Linked DNA regions of Capra hircus: region 2 is linked to region 1. A link is a contact called in public Hi-C data. All regions are on one chromosome and are shown on one strand. The core of a region is the stretch at or near the end of the contact, and the rest is flanking DNA. Distances in the headings are between cores, read along the strand shown. Region 1 holds the start of KLHL3 (kelch-like protein 3). Region 2 overlaps KLHL3 (kelch-like protein 3).

The links. A called contact is a pair of places that touch in the nucleus more often than the background predicts.
Region 2: a Hi-C map of blood shows a contact between it and region 1, with 1.8 times the contacts expected there. The contact joins the enhancer-like site here to the promoter of KLHL3 in region 1. A contact is called at or near these places in 2 of 5 Hi-C or Micro-C datasets (both in blood).

What each region holds. Positions count from the first base shown.
Region 1 is chr7:61,333,425-61,340,525 of ARS1.2, reverse strand. It overlaps KLHL3 (kelch-like protein 3), which reads right to left and starts at 3,909. Exons shown (of 15, transcript XM_005682967.3): 1 at 3,450-3,909. The coding sequence starts at 3,463.
Region 2 is chr7:61,407,171-61,414,271 of ARS1.2, reverse strand. All of the region lies in intron 6 of KLHL3 (kelch-like protein 3), which reads right to left. Among named protein-coding and RNA genes, the nearest start is that of MIR874, 23 kb to the left of the region's middle. Within about 2 kb of position 3,846, at least 2 of the 5 cell types and tissues checked have an H3K27ac peak or open chromatin away from gene starts, as enhancers often do.

The DNA.
Region 1 (7,101 bases), core at 2,660-5,159:
AGCTACTGTCATTTTCAATGTGCTACACACACACACACACACACACACACACACACAATTTGTCACTATAGTGATGTCATGGCCCCAAATCACTAATGCATCTGAAGCCTCGGGGTATCTATAAAAAGGAGGACTAAGGTAAGGCTTCCTAGGTGGCACAGTGGTAATGAACCTGCCTGCCAATGCAGGAGATGCAAGAGACTCGAGTTCAATTCCTGGGTCAGGAAGATGCCCTGGAATAGGAAATGGCAATCCATTGCAGTAGTTTTGCTTGGAAAATTCCATGTGTCTTGCAGGTTACAAATCCATAGGAATCACAGAGTCTGACTGGACCGAGCACACATGTGTGCACACACACACACAGACACACACACACACAAGTGTTGATGAACCCTACAAAAGGAAGTGCCAAGCCCTGTGTGGTATCTCACTGTGAGGAGACAGTTTAGGTGGATGCAAGATGATGATCTGATAGCCTCTTAATTTTCTCATGGGAATGGTCCCACAAAATCTGCTTTGGATTATAAATATACGAAGCCCTTAAAATAAGCCTTGGTTAGTATCCAAGAACAAATCATGGAGTACAGCAGGGCAATAGATGAACACTAACAATAATAGCAACTACCATTTACTGAGAACTTACTCTGTGCCAGAAAAACTTGCCAGGTGCTTTATCTATATTGCCTCCTTTGATCTTCACAACAACTCTGTGAGATATGGATACTGCCTCTCTACATCAAAAAGAAAAATTAATTCTGAAAAAATGTGCCATACTCAAGGTCATACAGTTTATGAAATAGATTCACCACAAGCTCTATGTTACCCCAAAGCCCATGTTTTAATTAATAGCCTTTTAAGGTAGAAGTTATTTTCAAACTCTCATGGCAAAGAAAGAACATTGTTCATTAGAAATCTCTTGGCTGAAAATTCTTAATGCTTAAAAACAGCCCCAATTAAGCTTTAGCAGGTTAAATGTAGAAGAACAAGACTTAGGATCCCTCCAGTCTCTAGAGGTCTGACATGTGATCCTAGGCCAGTCACCCAGTTTCTCTGGGAACTTGTGAAAGAAGCCTACTTCCCCCTTTTCTCCCCTACCTCAAAGCATTCCATGGGGTCAATTACCCATGCTGAGATAATAAGGCTGATAGCCAAGGATGAACCTATTGGCCAGAGGTTTCAATCGCCTCTTGGAGAGGCAATTTTTAGTTACTGGAGCTTCTCACAAAAGTCATCAGCTAATCAGCAAATAATTATCTACTACCTACTATGTGTCCAGCCCCACAGTAGATAATGTGGAGTATTCAGAGGTACAGGCAACATTCTTGTCCTTGAGAACCTATCCCCCACTGTGGGAACTTACAAGATATATGAAACAACAGCACAAAAACATCTTGTGGGTGGGCCTGTTATTCAGTACCCAACTATGAGATTCAAACTAGAAGTAATGAAATTAGGAAGAACATCTGCCAGAACCAGAAGAGCTTAAGTTTCCAAGACAAAGTGGAATTTTAAAACAGCCTTGATAGATGAATAACTTTTGGAAAAGTGAAAGCAAAAGGCATTCCAGGCGAAAGAAACTCTGGAAGCTAAGGATCGGAGACTGGATGTAGTAGTGCACAGGATGAGTGATCACAAGAGAGACCCATTGATCTCTCGGTAGGGGTATATGAGTGAGCAGTAGGAATGGAGACTGGAGCCAGATTTCAGAAGACTTGAATGCCTGGCAGGGTAAGCTGGTCTTAGAGTGGGAACAAAAGGTAGTGAGCTCGGTGACCTGGTGAACACTGGAAGCTGCAAGGTTTGGATTTCTCTGCTTTTAATAGAAGGAAAGCAAAAGAACACATGTAAAAACTAGGGGTTGCAATGCCAAAGACCTCAGCCATCCCAGTTGAAAGGCACCAGAGTGCTGAAGAACAAGAGAGCTCCTAGGAGGCCAGGGCTCATTACATTTTGGAACACAAAACTGAGAACATAGTAAGTACCCAAAAATGCTTGGGAAGCAGTGCTTTGATCTACTGTTGCTAGTCTCAAATGGACCTTTCAGTCCTAATATATAAGCAAACAGGCTTGATCTAGAATCTCCAAACCTCCGTTCATATCACCCCTGTCCTCTGTTAGCTACTAGACCAATAAGAGAAGGTAAGGACACTGCACACTTCTGCCCTAAGGAAGCAGGCTTTCAAATGCTCTGTCACCCAGGGGGCCACAAAGAATCCAACACTAAGCTCCTATTGCAAAGGACACTCAAGGAGAGACACTCAACCAGTACATTCAGTCTAAAAAGTCCCAGTTCTCTTCCTAGGAGTTACATCAAGAAAGACAGCCCCCGGGGGCCTCTTCAGACAAGAGGACACTATACAATCCTGCCAGTCCTAATGGGGTTTAGAGAGGTTTAATGACATCATTGTGCCCCCATGAGATGTAAGACTGGGGACAATCCATGCAAAAGAAATTGTTTATTGAGGTACACTCCAGGCATTGTTGACTTAGTTGAACCTGTTACCCTTTAACCAGCTAGTTACCATCTGAATCAAACTGGTGACTTAGAGCAGCAGCCCTCCTCCCTCAGGGGTCCATTGGCTCTTAGTCTTCTCACCTCAAGGAAAAGGCAAGCCTCGTTCTCTACCAGCCGCAGACTCACAGAATGGAGAGGAGATGTTTTGGCACACAGAGAAGTGACCTGCCCTGCACCACACTCAGCACCTTCATAATTAAAGAATCAGAGCCTCAGATAACAGCTTTAAAATGTATTAAAATGCATGGGACTGCCAGGAAAAAAAATCTCTCGCTAGTTAGATCCAGCTCAACAGAAGTACTGAAATTTCCTTCTGGTAATTTCTATTTCATAAAGAAACCCCTGATGAAAGGAGCAAGAGTTTCCCTAAAGAATATAACTTCCAGTATCATTAGGAAACTTTTCAATGCAAATGGAAAGTTCCGAGAAAGTGTCACCTGAATGGATTTCTCTCCTTCTTACTTGAACTTGTGTGTGCATACAGGTACACACACACACACACTTTTAGGAAAGACATCAGCTTGGCATGCTTGTTGACAACTTGAGCAAGTACTCTATGCCAGGCCAGCCCTGCTATGACATCAAAAAACACCCACCAAAGAAAAAACACCCCGAGGAAAGTAGCCAGGAAAGGGAAACGCCTCCTTGAAACAGCCTGATACAGCCCATGCTGAAACTCTTCCCAAACACCAGTCAGGAAGTCACTTCTTTCAGGGTGCTCCGCTGCCCTGCAAACCCAGACCTGTCTCTGCGGAAGCCAGATCTCTGGGGAAAGGGGTCTCCCTGGTCTGGCTCTGCCGCCGGCTGGGATCCATCAGTGACCAGGTCTTCCAACCCTGTCTAACCAACGCCAATACAAAAGCTGGTGGCTGCAGTGTGAGTGCGTATATACGTACACAAACACACACACACACACTTATACACACGTACCTACCTTTCCCCGTCCATTGTGTGAGGCCCAGCTGGGGTGGCAGCTGCTGAGCTGTGTCTGTACCGGAGGATCCTAGCTCTGTTCTGCTCGGTTCTCCCAGCCAACCAGCGGGAGATCTGATCAACAGCAGTGATTCAGCATGGCTGCAAATGAAGCCACCTCCCTCTCGATCCTCCTTGCTCTGACTTACTCTCGGCAGCTTCTACCGCAGAATCAGCAGCAGCAGAAAACGTCTTACCCAGAGCTCCCTGCAGCCCTTTCAGCTGCTAAAAGCAGCAACCCACTTGCTCCCCCTCCCCCGCAGGCTTGCTGCTCCTCCGTTTCCTAGGAACAGCGCAGCAACAGCAACCCAAGTGCAAGGCCACCTTTCCAGCCGCTTCCACATCTGCCCAGGCATCCCCAGGCAACCAGCCGACCCCAGTACCTCCTGCCTCCTCTGCCTAGACTGAAAAGATCTGGGCAGTTCCTCACTAGCCCGAGAAATACTGGTCCCCTCCTCCTCCCCTGCCCCCATAGGCTGTGAGTCTGTCAGCCTGGCCAGATTGCTGGAATGAGGAGGCCCCTCTGTGGCTTCCAGTGGACTTTATCCACCTGGGGAAATTGACTTGTAGGTCACAGCTCATTTTCCAGTTCCTCCTCCCAAAATCTACAGCAGCTCTGAGAGTCTGATAGAGGAAGAGAAGTTAGGGTAAAAGAGCCTGATGGAACCGAGAAGAGAAGAATGCAGAAAGAAGTAAGAAAAAGAGAACTGAAACAAACACTATTTGACTGCAAGAGGCTAAACTGCAGTAAAGCCATCACAATGGGACCACATACATTTATTTCCCCAGGCCATAACAAAAGACCACAAGTTCCATAGCACAACCCTAAAACACCTTCCTAAAGTCTCTCATGTTAAAATCTGACATACGCTGTAGCTCCAAGCAATCAGTCTCCAACTAAACCCCCCATCTCCAGTCAAAGACCTCTCGCACCCTGGAATCTCCAATTGCCTTTCAAGCCTCAATTCTGACCCACCTATGCGAAAACATAATGTAGGGGGCATGCTGGAGGCTGCTCTGTACCTCAGAGCCACAGTCAAGGCGCATAACTGGGGCAATCAGCCACTGGTGTTTGCGTGGTCAGTTCCTTTCAGTTGCATCTGAATCTACAACTCTATGGGCTCGTAGCCCAGCAGGCTCCGCTGTCCATGCGATTATCCAAGCAAGAATACTGGAGTGGGTTCCCATTTCCTCCTCCAGGGGATCTTCCCAACTTAGGGATCAAACCCACATCTCCTGCAGCTCCCGCACTGGCAGGAGGATTCTCTACCACTGAGCCAACTTGGGAAGCTTAGCCACAAAAATGGGTTAAGAAACTTCCTTGATGCCTCAGAAAGACCACACATGAGCATCTCTATTCTTGGAATCCTCTGTGTCCTGTCTTTGCTTTTCAGGACCCATATTACCACCATCTGGTTGAGTGACTTTCAGTCAGTCTTTTCCCTACTCTCGACCTCAGCCCCTCACACATAACGTAGGGTCAAACTCTAGAGTCCCTTTCAACTCTAAAATCACATAACTCTAAAAATGTCTTAAATGTTCCATTTTTCTTCTTATTAGCCTGTAAGATTGTTTAAGAAGAAATTTTTACTGGACTCTCAAGTTTTGAGGGGGATTTAAGGAAGATAATATGAAGTATGTGAAAGTATGAGGGATGCTTAGTAAACTTATAATAGTTGTAATTTTGACCTGTTAAATTTCTTCACTGCCAGAAAGCCCTGAGACCATAATGAGGGAAGCCGGACACTGAGGTAGCAGAAACTAGGAATAACTTAAACTTTGCACAGCCTCCTGAACCCAAACTGGCTAGCATGTTACTCTCAAAGATTACTCCCCACCACTGACATCACAAAGTCCTCTTAAATAAGGCCATTAGGCAACTACCCAACTCATTCTTTCTCAAGTGAGAAGGGGCTCAGATTTTATTTACACCCTACAGCCCTGTATCACTACTTCTTCCTTTCACAACAATACCCCTCCTATCTTTCTCCCTCTGCCCCTTCCTCTTCTAATCAGCCTTGTGGCTCTGCTCCAGATATTTCCTCTTGAGGTGAATCACAGGGACCAGAAGTTGAACATCACAAATAAGGAAACTAAATCCCAGAATCCATGCCAGAGTGCAGACATCCACCAGGAAGATGAGTGGATGATTCATAAAAGGGATACGAGACTAAGATGAGTCTCTCACAACTTCATACCCCTAGTCACAACCTCACCATATAGAAAAGGGGGGCAGGGGAAGTGTCACATGAAACAAACCAGAAACTTTTTGAAGATCAGAAAAGTAAATACTAAAGGACCAAGCATATTTCAGGTTTCAATATATTACAACTCTGGAGAGCCAGTATAAAATGTTTACACACTTTCTTTGGCAACCTACTTCTGCAGTGCTAACCAATGTCACCACAATGCATGTGTTGAAGCCATACTGCTCTCACCTGCACTTTATCCTCCACTCTATCCACGAGAGATAAGCTGAACAGAGACTTCTTGGAGAAGGGCATCAAGAAAAGAAAAGCAAAACCAGGGTCTGAGCTGAACCAAGAATCAAAGTCTCCAGACTCCTGGCACAAAGTTGCCATCAGAAGCTCCTCTGCTATCAGTGCTATACTTTACACTTTCTACTTTATTATCCAAGCCTTCTCTGGGCCACAGGCTGAAACTGCTTGCTCAAGGCTAACTGTCCTAACTGGATTTCAGATTAAGGAGAGTCACTATGGGATTCTTGCAATAGAGGAAAGCCAAAGGAACCAAAGTAGTGCCTTCCTGTAGGAAGAGGTCCCATGTTTGGAATTTCCAGCAGTAGGGTCTCACCTCCTTGCTGGGCCTCCTCCCCATACCCAAAGCTTCTCCCATAGCTTACCAAGAGTCCCCACCTCTCCATTCCAGAACCATTAACCCAACCATCTACATCAACTTTGTTCAGAATCTTCCAGCTCTGTGCGGCTGAGGAAAAAAACCATGTGAGAACTTTTTAAGTAGGTTTGGTCTAGAGAATTCTCTGCTCCACACTCCATCTGTCCACTGGGAGCCTGCATAGCACAGCTTACCTGGAGGCAGTAAGCACAGCCGATCAGTCTTCCTTCTAAGTGTCTTTTTCTTTTCTTGCTTTTTTCATCCTTCTTCAGAGCCTCACTCTTGCCCAGAAAATCCCATGGACAGAGGAGCCTGGCAGGCTACAGTCCATGGAGCGGGCAAGGAGTCAGGCATGACTGAGTGACTTCACTTTCACTTTTAAAGCCTCAGTTCCTCACAACTGCAGGCACCAGAATACATACAGTGGTCCCACACCCAGCTGTGCATCAAAGCCATCTGGTTGAAAGTATAGGCATCAGGGGATCAAAAGACATAAAAAGAAATTTTTTAGGCTTATGGTAGTGCTCCATATCTTGACTGTGACGATACTATACAATTGCATACAACTACTACACTTTATCAACCTAGAAGTGTCTAGTTTGAAAAAACTAGTGTTTTATCAGTGTCTAGAAGGAGGTGAATTTTGTCAATTATACCTCAATAAACCTGGGAAAAAGGAAAATACCACAGTACCGGGCTCTACCACACACCTATAGAACTGGGACCGAAGGAGCGGGAATTTCAGCCAACTTCATCAG
Region 2 (7,101 bases), core at 2,597-5,096, 74 kb before region 1:
GGGAGGGATTGGGGGCAGGAGGAGAAGGGGATGACAGAGGATGAGATGGCTGGATGGCATCACTGACTCGATGGACGCGAGTCTGAGTGAACTCCGGGAGTTGGTGATGGACCCGGAGGCCTGGCGTGCTGCGATTCATGGGGTCGCAAAGAGCTGGACACGACTGAGTGACTGAACTGAACTGAACTGATGACAGAGAATGGCAAAAATTTCTCCTTGGGTTGAACCTTTCCTTCGAGGAGAGATTTCATTTCTATACAAATCAAAACAGGTCTTGGAACCAAAAAGGGGAATCTATGGTTTGACTGTTTGCCTTACTCAAGGTTAAGTTCAGATTCAAACCCTGCACCACCATACACACAGACACGCATAAACGTCAGCATTGGTAAGACAGCAGGGAAACCACCACTGTTTGTGGAAGCTTAATTAACATGGCTTTTTAAGAGGGGAAGGAAGAATTTGGCAATAGCAATCAAAAATTCAAATGTGCATATCTTTGACCTAGAAATATAACTTCCAGAGCTCTAGTCAACAAAAATATTTACACAAGTGGTGCAAGAATATGTGTTCCAAGATGTTTGCTGCAGGATTTTTGTAAGAGGATAAAGAAACTATCTGAAGTCCACTAGTGGAGAAATTATTAAACTAGTTTTGACATGGGATATTTTCAGCTGTTAAAAACAATAATAACAACAACTAATAATAAGACCAAACACTTTCTTGTGCCAGAAAGCAAGAAAGTACTCAAAGATCAAAGTGACACAACAGACAGACCAGAGCGAGCTGGACAGGGCTTTTTCACTGCCAACATTGGGGACAATTTAAACATCTAACAGGATAATGAATAAGTAATTCAGCGCTGACTGGGAAGGGGCCAAAGAAAACTTTTGGTGATAATGGATAGTTTCTATATCTGGATAGAGAGGGAGCTATATAGGCAAGTGCATTTGTCAAAACTAATCAAATCTTACACTTAATATCTATACATTTCACTGTCTGTAAATCATACCTCATTTAAAATATATTTAGTTAAAAGAAAAAGATAGCAATGAACCAAAACCCAAAGAATAAAAAGAATCTATACTTAAAAAAGTATGGGAAGGCTGCTCTTCACAGAAAAGTGCCAGCTAATAAGGTAAAAGCACAGAATTAAAAAAACATCACTTTGCAACCACAGATATAATAACTGATTCAGCCAGTGTCGCCCACAGATGCTGAGACCATTGGGTGAAAAGTTGTTGGGAACAAGATATCCACAGTTCCCAAGCGTCATCTGACAGAATACTTATCAATCACACAGGGAGCATGGGGGAGATTCAGACTGGCTGATCTGACAGATACCACCTTTACCAAGTGGTCAAAGTTAACACCACTAGTAAACAGGCCAAATTTATACTACACTCCTGAACGCGACTTAATGAGAGGGAATCAGCATTCTCTATGCAGTAGTCTTTCTAAAACGTTAAACCTGAACCTTATAGCAAAGAAATAGACAACTGCATGTGTGGGACACTCTTCAACATAAGTGTCCTGGATTCCTCAAAACTGTTAGCATTGGGGACTTCCCTGGCCATCCAGGGGGGACACAGGCTCAAACCCTCGTGTGGGAAGACTTCACATGCTGAGGGGCAACTAAGCCTGTGCTCTGTAGCACAACTACAGAGCCCATGTGCCCAGAGCCTGGGGTCCACAAGGGAAGCCACCACAATGAGTAGCCCATGAACCACAACTAGAGAGCAGCCCCCACTTGCCACAACTAGAGAAAGCCCAAGTGCAGCAACAAAGACCTAGTATAGTCAAAAATAAATAAACAAAAAAATTTTAATTGCCATTTTAAAAAGCTGTTAGCATTATGAAAGACACTAAAAAAGGCATGGAAACAGAAGATCCCCTGGAGAAGGAAATGGCAACCCACTCCAGTATTCTTGCCGGGGAAATCCCAAGGACAGAGGAGCCTGACAGACTACAGTCCATGGGGCCTCAAAGAGCTGGTCATGACAGCATGCACGCTTAATCTTCTTCTTCAGAGACTTAGAACTAAATGCAAGGCATGATCCTTATTCGGTCATGGATTAAAAAGAAACAACCATGAAAGACTTTTTTTGAGACTGTTAGGAAATTTGAATGCCGACTGTATATTAGAAAATATTATTGTGTCAGTGTTACATTTGTTTGGTATGATTATGGTTTTATGGCTCAGAAGGAGAATTTCCTTGTTCTTAGGAAGGGCAAGCTAAAATACTTAAGGGTAAAGTGTCATAATGTCTACAATTTATTGTCAAAAATAAAAATTAAATATTTAACAAAATAAAAGATTATAGAGAGAAAGAGAGAAAGCAAATGAAGCACAATGTTAACAAATGGTGAATCTAGGTAAAGAATATATGAATGTTCGTTCTTTTCCAACTTTACCATAGGTTTGAAATTTTTCAAAATAAAAAGTGGAAGGGAGAAGGAAAAAAAAAATCCTAAGAGAAAAGGTAAACACTACAGAAAAATTTACAGTTTCAAAATTCACAATTTGAAATGAAAGCTGTATCTCCCAGTGTGGGTTAAAAACCTCCAATTTTTCTTATTCTAATTGTGTATTTGTGTGTATTGATATGTTACTAACGCTTTGGCCCTATTTCCTAAACATGTACTTAAGTCAGGCTGAGAATACTCGGATTGGATGAGATATCAGAAAGGAATCCATCAGAAAGAAGAGAAGGAAGAAAGATGAGTGGAATGGAACAGAAGGGAAGGCGCAGTATACATGTGTAGTTTGCTCTCATTTCTATATAAAATAACCTACATGTGTACAAACACAGACATACACGTCACGGAAATCCTCCTCGTCTAGTTCATTTCTAAAAATTATTAACTCTCACGTAGCTATGTGTCTCAACCTTATTGCATTATTCTGTAAATAATTGCGTGTTTCTTCAATTAACCCTTAAGATTCATGAGAACAGGGACCTTGTCTTACTTGTTGGCACATAATACACATTCAAATGTATTTAAAGAATGAATGGACAAAAGAGTTCAGAATGAGCTTGTAAGCAGGCCGGAGCAGGCAGCAGGGTTAGGGAAGCAGAGCCAGGCCCTAGAACCAAAGGATGCCAGAGACGCCTGGCTTTGCTGAGTTAGGTGATGGACAGCTACACCTGCTCTGTTGTGCACACTGCCTTCCTCTTCCCTTTACTGGACTGTGATTTCTACGGGGTGAGAAGGGTATCAGCTCTGTCTCTGCACTTCCTGCCACCAAGCACAGTGCCAGGCACAGAGCTCATGGCCGGATGAGAACGCTTTCCTAAAGAATGAACAGCAGGGCCTTGAGTAGGTAGGATTTGCTGATCACACCGTTCTGTCAATCAGCATAGTTTTTGTTATAGAAGCTGCAATGCAGGCTGAGTCTAATGAAGTCGATATTTAACCTTATCTTTATTTTTGGCTTGACTTGTCTAACTGGTTCCGCTCAGTTGCACTGTTTACCTACTCAGCTGTGAAAGCCACAGCACTTGGCAGCAACAGTGACCTTCTCCACAGCTAGAGGAGGTCGCATACTTTTTTCATTTAGATGCCATATTTGGAAAATAAGCAAATGAACTTCAACTAGCCTATGGGCCTACAATCGTTCCCAACAGTCCCTGCTGTCAAAGGAGTGGCCAAGGCAAAGGGGCAACAAGTAGAAGCAGCAGCAGCTCATGTCTAGCAGCAGCTCGTGCCCAGCACCACACTCTCCAGAAACACCATAACCCCGGACTCTCCTGACGGCCAGTGAGTATACACTCCGGCCCATACTGAGTCACTCACTCAAGTCCAGAGCCAGAAAGCAGCAGAGCTAGGTCCACATACTCCCATCTCTAATGCTCAGACTCTTTCCCGTTATTCTCAGTAGCTACCCAGTTGGCAAACCTCAGCCCACAGGCCACATGCACCTGTTTTTGTAAATAAAATTTTCTTGGAACACAGCCATGCTCACTCATTACAAATCATCTACGGCTGCTTTCACACTTTAATAGCAGAGCTGAATTGAGAGGCTGTGGCCCACAAAGCCTAAAATATTTACTCTCTGGCCCTTTAAAGGAAAACTGCATAAAGCCCTGGTCTCTTAGATCTAAGCAGCAACCCTGTGGCTTCAATCATGGGACAGGGTAATGTCTACTTAGATGAAAACTTTTTTTTTTTTTGTGGGCCCCATGATGAAATAACCAGTTGCCCCCAAGGCATACTTAGTGTTTCACTTTTAGACAAAGAAAGTGAAAGTCACTCAGTCGTGTCTGACTCTTTGCAACCCCAAGAACTATACGGTCCATGGAATTCTCCAGGCCAGAATACTGAAGTGGGTAGCCTTTCCCTTTTCTAGGGGATCTTCCCTATCCAGGGATCGAACCCAGGTCTCCCGCATTGCAGGCGGATTCTTTACCAGCTGAACCACAAGGGAAGTCCATAGCATCATTTCCTCACTGCTTCATGTTTCAGAACCAATTTTTTGAGTGCTACAAGGTTGCTACATGGAAAGAAGATGGAGAAAATCAGATTTCATAGTCCTCAGCTCATACCTCTGATGGAAGCACAAGCCTTGGTCAGAAAACACTAGATGAACCTGATCCTTCCACTCTACCCTCTAAGTTATAGAGGGAGCCAAGCCAGACGTACCTGTATACTGAGCAAAGAGGGTAGCCCTGGGGCACTCTGCCCTGCTTGATTCATGCTGACGTATGGCAGAAACCCAACACAATGTTGTAAAGCAATTATCCTCCAATTAAAAATAAAAAAATTAAAAGAAAAATAATGTGTTCTGAGAATGAAGAGGGGGACTCAGATTAAAATAGGGCAGGGCAGTGACTTGGCAAGGGGAAAGGTCCAGTTAAGGGTGATTCTCACCCAAACACGGGATGAGGAAATAAGCTAGCTTTGAGAACATCAGGGGAAAATCTATATTCCTACATGGACCAGATTTGCTACTCAAGATTGAGAAGGACTAATTTCAGCAATAACAGCAGGCACAGTCCTGAGCATTTTACATGTATGACCTCATTTAGTCCACCCTAGACTCTGTGAAGGAGGTACCACTGCTCTCATTTTATAGATGAGAAAACAGCCTTAGAGAGGCTGGCAACCTGCGCATGACCCTTCTGCCAGGAAGCAGTGGATCTGAGACATGGACTCACCTCTAATGCCAAAAATTCAGGTTTAACATTATGCAATATAGCATCTCAGAGGCACAATTATTTGAAAAACCTGGGCATACTGTGGAGCTGGGAAACTATGTTTCTAAATCCAAATTCCTAACTGCACTCTCCCTGTCATCCTAGAACATCCCCTGGTACATTTTTCTTTCCTAGGGACTGAGCCAATAGCATTTGCCAAATGCACTGCCATGATTTTAAATCAAGAAGACAGCACTTCCAATGTGATACACACACACACACACACACACACACACACACACACACACACAGAATATGAATCAGCCATAAAAGAGTGAAATTTGCGACAACATGGATGGATCTAGAGGATATTATGCTTGGTGAAATGTCAGAGAATGACAAATTCCGTATCATCTCACTTATATATGGAGTCTAAAAGACAAAAAAGCAAATGACCAAACAAGACAAAATGAAAACAGACTCACAGACAGAGAATAAGCATATGGTTGCCAGACAGAAGGAGGGCGGAGGGATGGGTAAAACAGGCGAAGGGTACCAAGAGGTATAAACTTCCAACTATAAAATAAGTCATGGAGAGGCAATATACAGCATAAACAATACAGTCAATAATATTGTAATAAGTGTGTGGGGACAGACAGGTACTAGACTTAATGTGATCATTTCATAATGCATTTCAGTGTCAAATCGCTATGATGTACACCTAAAACTAACAAAATATTGTATGTCAACTATATTTTAATAAAAACCTTTTAAACTTCAATAAGATTACTTTAAAAAAAAAAAAAAAAAGACAAGACAGCATATCCAGACACAAGAGTGATTCTGTCACACTTCTGTGCTCTTTCTCAAACCAAAACTTAACAAGAGGTGTGTTGTCCATATTCCCACTCCTTGCCACACACAGCATGGGACACAGCTGGGAGCAGTGATGGGCTGGAGCTGGTCGCAATTCAGTGTCTAGTGACACTACCTTGGTGGAAATATTTACACCATGGAAATTAGCAAAGGGATCAGCAAACAAACCAAAGCTCTTGGGATTCTTTATTGGAGAGCCAACTGCTAAACATTTACCAGCATATCACTGGTCTGAAGGCTCCCCAGACTCTAGGAAAACCTCATCTAGTCGCCCTCATCTCTCAGATAGTATCATCATCTTAAGGTTCGACACTGAAAAAGCTCTTTCTTGTAGTTGTTTCATTTCAGACCCACAACAGTTCTGTGAAACAGCTAGGGACACTCACAAAAAGAGAACTTGAGGTTAGACAGTGAGAAAGTGGTCTACCCAGTCATGACGTCAGGGCAGCAATCACAACTACTGCTTTCAGTCTGCGCTTTCACAGCACCCTGTGCTCACGAGCCGCATATTTGTTTGCATGTGTGTTTGACAATCTCTGTCTCCCTCCATGTAACTGTAAGTTCCATGAGGCCAAGAATCTTGTTGTTTATCTGTTCATCAATGTCTCTCCTGTGGCTAACATAGTATCTGTCACACAGAAAGCACTCAAGAAATATTTCTTGAGAGAATGGATAGATTAATCAAAGCAGGAATGACTAGGCACATGGTTCTTTCTCTTTCTCCAACAGCACACTGCCAGAAATCTGACTTCATATAAACAAAAACAATGACAAAACTATAACAATAACAGCACCTTGCCTGGAAATTGTTCTCCAGGTTTCCACTACTGTCCACAGCCAGCAAAAGACTTCCACTATGATTCACTAGACAAAGGATACGGGAAAGGACTGAAGCACAATGGTTGGACACAAAGGCCTCCAAGCTGACAGACTACTTCAGCTGTACTGATCCTACACATGACGGGAACATGACCCAAGGAGGGACAACAACGTCTAGCCAACACGGCATACTGAGCTGACTTAGAAGGAATCTTCCCCTATAGCTCTAAACACATGAAAAAATGGTATAAAACCAAAAAATAGATTTGAG